Regions from separate parts of the Hordeum vulgare genome. Here region 2 is linked to region 1. A link is a contact called in public Hi-C data. All regions are on one chromosome and are shown on one strand. Each heading gives the region's core, a stretch centred on a gene start, on an enhancer-like site or on the middle of the called end of the contact. The rest is flanking DNA. Distances are from core to core; before and after follow the strand shown.

Evidence for each region. Hi-C and Micro-C count contacts between places; a contact is called where the count stands out from the background.
Region 2: a Hi-C map of seedling shows a contact between it and region 1, with 4 times the contacts expected there. The contact joins the promoter of LOC123409774 here to the promoter of LOC123407509 in region 1. A contact is called at or near these places in 2 of 6 Hi-C or Micro-C datasets (leaf and seedling).

What each region holds. Positions count from the first base shown.
Region 1 is chr7H:182,254,915-182,257,654 of MorexV3_pseudomolecules_assembly, reverse strand. It overlaps LOC123407509, which reads right to left and starts at 1,374. Exons shown (of 3, transcript XM_045100657.1): 1 at 960-1,374. The coding sequence starts at 1,364.
Region 2 is chr7H:183,008,606-183,011,345 of MorexV3_pseudomolecules_assembly, reverse strand. It overlaps LOC123409774 (squamosa promoter-binding-like protein 15), which reads right to left and starts at 1,318. Exons shown (of 11, transcript XM_045102643.1): 1 at 1,055-1,318; 2 at 195-955. The coding sequence starts at 904. It overlaps LOC123409775, which reads right to left. Exons shown (of 2, transcript XM_045102645.1): 2 at 1,359-1,848. The coding sequence starts at 1,838. The coding sequence ends at 1,359.

The sequences.
Region 1 (2,740 bases), core at 125-2,624:
ATAACATTTTCAACAGAGTGGAGAGAAAAATCGCCAGATTAAACTTGATAAATTAAAAGGGGAAGCTTGAAATAAGATAAAACTGCAACAGTTTGCAGTGATTGGGAGCATTCCCTGGATGTGCAACCAAAGGCATACGTGGATGAAATAGAGAAAACAGCATACCACTATATATCAAAGAAAGATTCAGATAAAGAAGAAGTAATAGCTGCTTATCAGGATATGATACATTTGTAACTGAAGAACATTTTGTTCTTTTGCTTCTTAAACCACACTTTTAAAATTTAAATGGAACAAGTGACCGTTTCAAAAAACGGCAACACACAGCACGTGACAATTCAGATTATCATTTCCAATATGGTCGATGCAAGAGCTGAACATAGCCGTTCCACCTTTATAAGAGCATGGCCATTTATTCGCTCTACGTAGTTTCTAGTTTGCCACCTTCCTGCCTGGTTCTTCACAGGTATCCCATCTAATAATATGCCATGAACGAGGCATTTAATAAAATACATCGTCACATTATTCTTGCTGGAAGGCAGAACATATTCAGATTCACAATCTTAGATCTACAAGCAACAATAGCTCAACCAAGTAAAATATAATGGCAGCGCTCAAGTCAACACACTAGCGGCTTGTAGTTTCAGTGGTGTTTCCTCTTTTTGTGTGGGGAATTTCAGTGGCGTTTCCTATAGGTGAGGTTGGGAGGAAAAAAGAAGTTGCCAATTTTAGCCACAGTCCCTACCGAAAGCAAGACAGCTGCATCAAACCAGCGCACAGTTCCTAGTAATAATCAGAAAGTTCTTGATACCAGCACCTATACACGCATTTCGACAAAATTAACTAAGCGGGGGACTGCAACCTACCGCGATCTCATCCGAGAAAGCGACATGTCCAGACTGATCCATCCAATAGAAGACAATCACAGGGGTAATAAGAATTAGCAAGGAGAAATCAACCTGCTGCTCCTTCTGGAGCTGGCGCGCGGGTTGGACCCATAGGTAGTAGGCGAGGGTCCCGGCGACGGCCCAGGAGGCGACGTTGGTCCACCCGCGGACGCCGCCCAGAGCGTTCCCCACGAACGAGCGGGCGCTCCCGACCCTCCGGCTCCACCCCTTCGCCGGCACCATATCCAACGCTCTCCGAGACCCTCCCCGGCGGGAGGCGGCCTCTCCCCGACCGCTTTCTCCTGCGTCGCCGCCGACTCTCCCGAATCTCCGACCCCTCTCGATCGCCTCTGTGTCTCGTATTGGTCCGCAAGAAAGGGAACGGAATGCTGCTACTGCACGATGTAACAGTCGTTGAGTGGACGGCCCATTTGATCCACGGGAAATGTCCACGATCCGCCCAACTCGAGGGCACATACTGGCCCAATCCCATGGTGCAATGCCACAAAGTCATAATACTTAGTCTGAAATCACTTAAGAAGTACTCCTTTCAAAAAGATCACTTTCACCTTTCCAAATTATGACAAATAGCATATTGTATGTGTACCACTTGTTGCAACCTAAAAGTTTTTTTTATTTTTACATAGATATGTATTTTCAAAACGTTTTATCTCTTAAATTATGCCTTCAAATCTCGAATCATTTTCATCATTGGATTTTTCGCGTTAAGATCTTTAAAACTAGATCCCATGTTGATAGGTTTTGATAAAAAATATTTTCATAAAAAAAATTGAACAAAAAACCGATAGAAAAAACCATGCCTCGCGCGGTAAAAAGAGAAAACGTGTTTTTCGTTTCCGAGAGGCCTCTCACGGAAGCAAAATTGTGTCTTTCGCAAAAGAAAATATGTGCCTCTCATGAAACAAAAGAAAAACAGAAAATGTGTTTTTTTTCGTTTTTGAAAGGAACGACCGTGCCTCTCGCGAAAGGAAATCTATGCCTCTCGCAGAAGCAAAACCGTGTCTCTCGCGAAAAAAATAGAAAATGTTTTTTTAGAAGCACGATCGTGCCTCTAGCGGAAGCAAAATCGTGCCTCTCGCGAAAGAAAAAAACATAAAATGCTTTTTTTCGAGAGGCACGGTCGTGCCTCTCGCGGAAGCAAAACCGTGTCTTTAACGGAATAAAAAACAGATTTTTTTCGTCTCCGAGAGGCACGGTCGTGCCTCTCGCGGAAACAAAACTGTAACTCTCACAAAGGAAAAAAATATATAAAATATGTTTATTTGTTTTTGAGAGGTGCAAGCGTGCCTCTCACGGAAGCAGATCCATGGCTTTGATGCAAAACTGTGCTTATTCGAAAAGGAAAACAAAACACGTTTTTTCACGCAAAAAAAAGATTTGAATTTTTTTCATCCAAAAGCTAAGAAAGGCTGGTGAAAACTAGAAAAACGAAAAAATAGAAAAATCCACCTAAAAAACCAAAAACGCGTATGGAAAATGAATAAAATAATAAAATTTAAAGAAAATGCATACAACGTGACACGTGGCAGTGGCTGAGAACCACCAAGTGGCTACGCGTCAGAGCGATAGTTGGGAAGCTCCGGAAGGAGCGCTCACCAACTAGTTGCTCTTTCCTTAGCCCCACACAATCAACGTCAGGGGCCCCTATGTCTTGCCTTCAACGACTGGGGAGGAACCCCTCCTTTGAAGGGAGACCCAAATGGACTGGACCACCAACACGGAAGGCCCAAACCTTCTTTTTTCGTATATTTAAGTTTTTGTTTCTTTGTTTTACTTTTTTATACATTTAATATTTTAAATGTATATATTATAAATAATCACTCTATAGAAAC
Region 2 (2,740 bases), core at 69-2,568, 750 kb before region 1:
GACGTGGTAAATGATACAGTATGAAACTAGATAAACACTGCCATCATTGGATAGAGAAACCATTTCTATGGCCCAATACACAAACTAAGAAACCATTCAAATCATGAGGAGACATAAATCCCTAAAGGTGGCATCATAACAAAGAATCATGCCACTGAAATTTTTGAGGAGGTGTTTGCAGGCACGATCATTACCTACTACACTGCTGGCAGAAGCGCTGCATCTGGTTGGCAACTACCGCCTTGGTTGTCTTGCTGTGGATCTCACACACCTTGTGCCTCCGGTGATAATCCTTGGCGCTGGTGAGATCCGCGCGGCAGTCATCCACCTGGCACATGGGATAGCTCCCGCCTCCGCTTGCGCTCCCTCCGGCACCGCCGCCGCCACCTCCTCCAGAAGCAGTTCCGGGCGATCCAGACCGAACCCTCTTGCTAGGCCTAGCAGCCTGCTCCTGCGACGTCCGTGCAGGCGGAGAAGGCGAAGAAGACATGGTAGTTGTCGGGCTCACATCCATCGCCATCGATGCCTCCTCCCGCAGGTTCAGCTGAAGGCTCAGGTCACCGGCACCTCCGCGCCCCTGCCGCTGCGCCTCGGCAGCCGTCGCCGGCGGCGGCGGCGGCGGCGGCTGCTGGTGGTGGTGTTGGTGGTGGTTCAGGCCGCCGCCGAGGCGGAGCGCGTCGGAGGACGGCCTGGCGGTGAAGGCGCGGCTGTCCCAGTCCCACATGCTGGGGTTCCAGTTCCCTCCGGCGGCGGCGCCGGCCCCCATCGCGGCGTTCTCCGGCGGGTCCGCGGCGGGCCACGGGGTCCCGCGCTTCCTGGCCGCCGCCGCCGCATGGGGAGGCAGCGGCTGGATCTGGTGCAGGTACAGCGGGGAGGCCACCTGCGGCCCCACCTCCCTCTGCATCACCCGCGGTCCTGCGCTTCCTAGCACACCCGGCTGGCTGTCCCTTCGGATCTGCGCCAGCCCAGCACCGCGGCACGGATCAAAACCGACGATCGCCGACGAGCGGGAGCGGGGGATTCGATCGGAGCAGTTGGTTTGTTAGTCAGTTACCTTTGCGCGCACGGAAGCTCGGCGAAGTCCCGGAAGAAAACCGCCTCACCTCATCTCGCCCCCGCGGGGAGAAAACGGACGCGGGGCGTGGGCAGCAGCCCGGAGAAATGGCGGAAACGGCGGGCGGGACGCGAGAGCGCGGCGCTGGCGAGAGGCGTGAGGGGTGAGGGAGGGGGTCGGGGGAGACGAAGACCGAGTGTGGGTGGGAGGGGGGAGGAATCGGGGCGAGGCGAAGAGACGGGACGGGTGGGAGGGAGGGCGAGCGCAGCTGCGCACGGGGTTCGGGTTGGGATTAGCTGCTCAACTAGCGTAGCGTGTAGCGGGCGAGGGAGGGTTCGCGTGGCGTGGCGTGGCGTGGCGTGGCAATGGGCGCGTAATTGGGGAGGCGGGGCAGGGGCGAGAGGGAAAGAACGCGCGGGGGTGGGTGGTGGCGCCCCGCCGTCCCACGCCGCGGGCCGTACGGGCGGGTCTGGCTGGCTGGGGGCGAGCGAGGCCGCATCGCGGGAGTTGGCGATAGGCACGGGTGCAGTGGCGCTGGTAGTACGACTGATGCTGCTGGCCCTCTGCTCTCGGGGGCGGGGCCTGTCAAACCGCACCACCACTCGTACTCGTACCGCGGCGTCCGTGCCGCGGTGCGGGTGCGTCCCCCCTTGCCCCCTGCCCGCTCCTCTCGGGTCGCTTTGCCTGCTGGTGCCGGTACGTCGCAGTGGCTGGCTGCCTGGCCTGCCTCGTATCCTCTGCGCGAACGGGCCTCCCCGGACGGTACTACGTCCTGCTTCATCATTGTACTTGGCCTGACACGTGTAGTACGAGTACGCAAATATATATTTTTATAAATACCAAAAAATGTAGCTGTACTATTTAGTTGGAACAAGAACACCCTATGCAGGAAGTCATTCAACTTTACTTTATTTTATTTAAAAAATAGTATGACTTTTGAACCGAGCCTTACAACAACTATCCGTTTTTACGGTTGTGTTTCTTACGACGAGCTCTTCAAAACTAGATCACATATGGATAAATTTTAATATTTTTTTAAACAACTATGGGATGATATTTAGGCAACTTTAGTGCTAAAGAAAAGCAACTTCTTATTAGTGTGCGTAGTATGATCGCTTATCAACGAAAAATCCTTCAAAATTATATATCATGACTAGAAGGTTAAAAAATAACTTCACCCTTTAGCAACCACATGGCAAATGTGGTCAGCTATCAAATTGAAATGGTTAAATTATGCGTTGGATATGCATTCTCGGCTCCGCATGCGTTGGATGTCCATTAATTTTTGTATGAAAAAATTCAACTATAACTATCAAACCGCGTGTCGAAATTATGATATACTTTCATCATTGGGTTCCTCGCGACGAACTCTTTAAAAATAGATCCCATATGAATATGTTTTGAAGAATTTTTTCAGAAGCAACTTCGATGCTATATGAGGCAACTTTAGTATTAAACAGAAGCAACTTTGATGCTAGATGAATTGCATCGTGTGTATACACATGAGTTGCTTGTTGAAATGCACTCGAGTTGCGCAAAAAACACGCTAAAAGTTGCTAACTTTTTTGTGATACTAGTGTGCAATTATGGCAACTATTCACAAATAGCACGCAAGTGAGCATTAATGGCAGGCAACTGAACATCAGTCGTAGGCAATTGACCATCAATAATAGGCAACTGAGCATC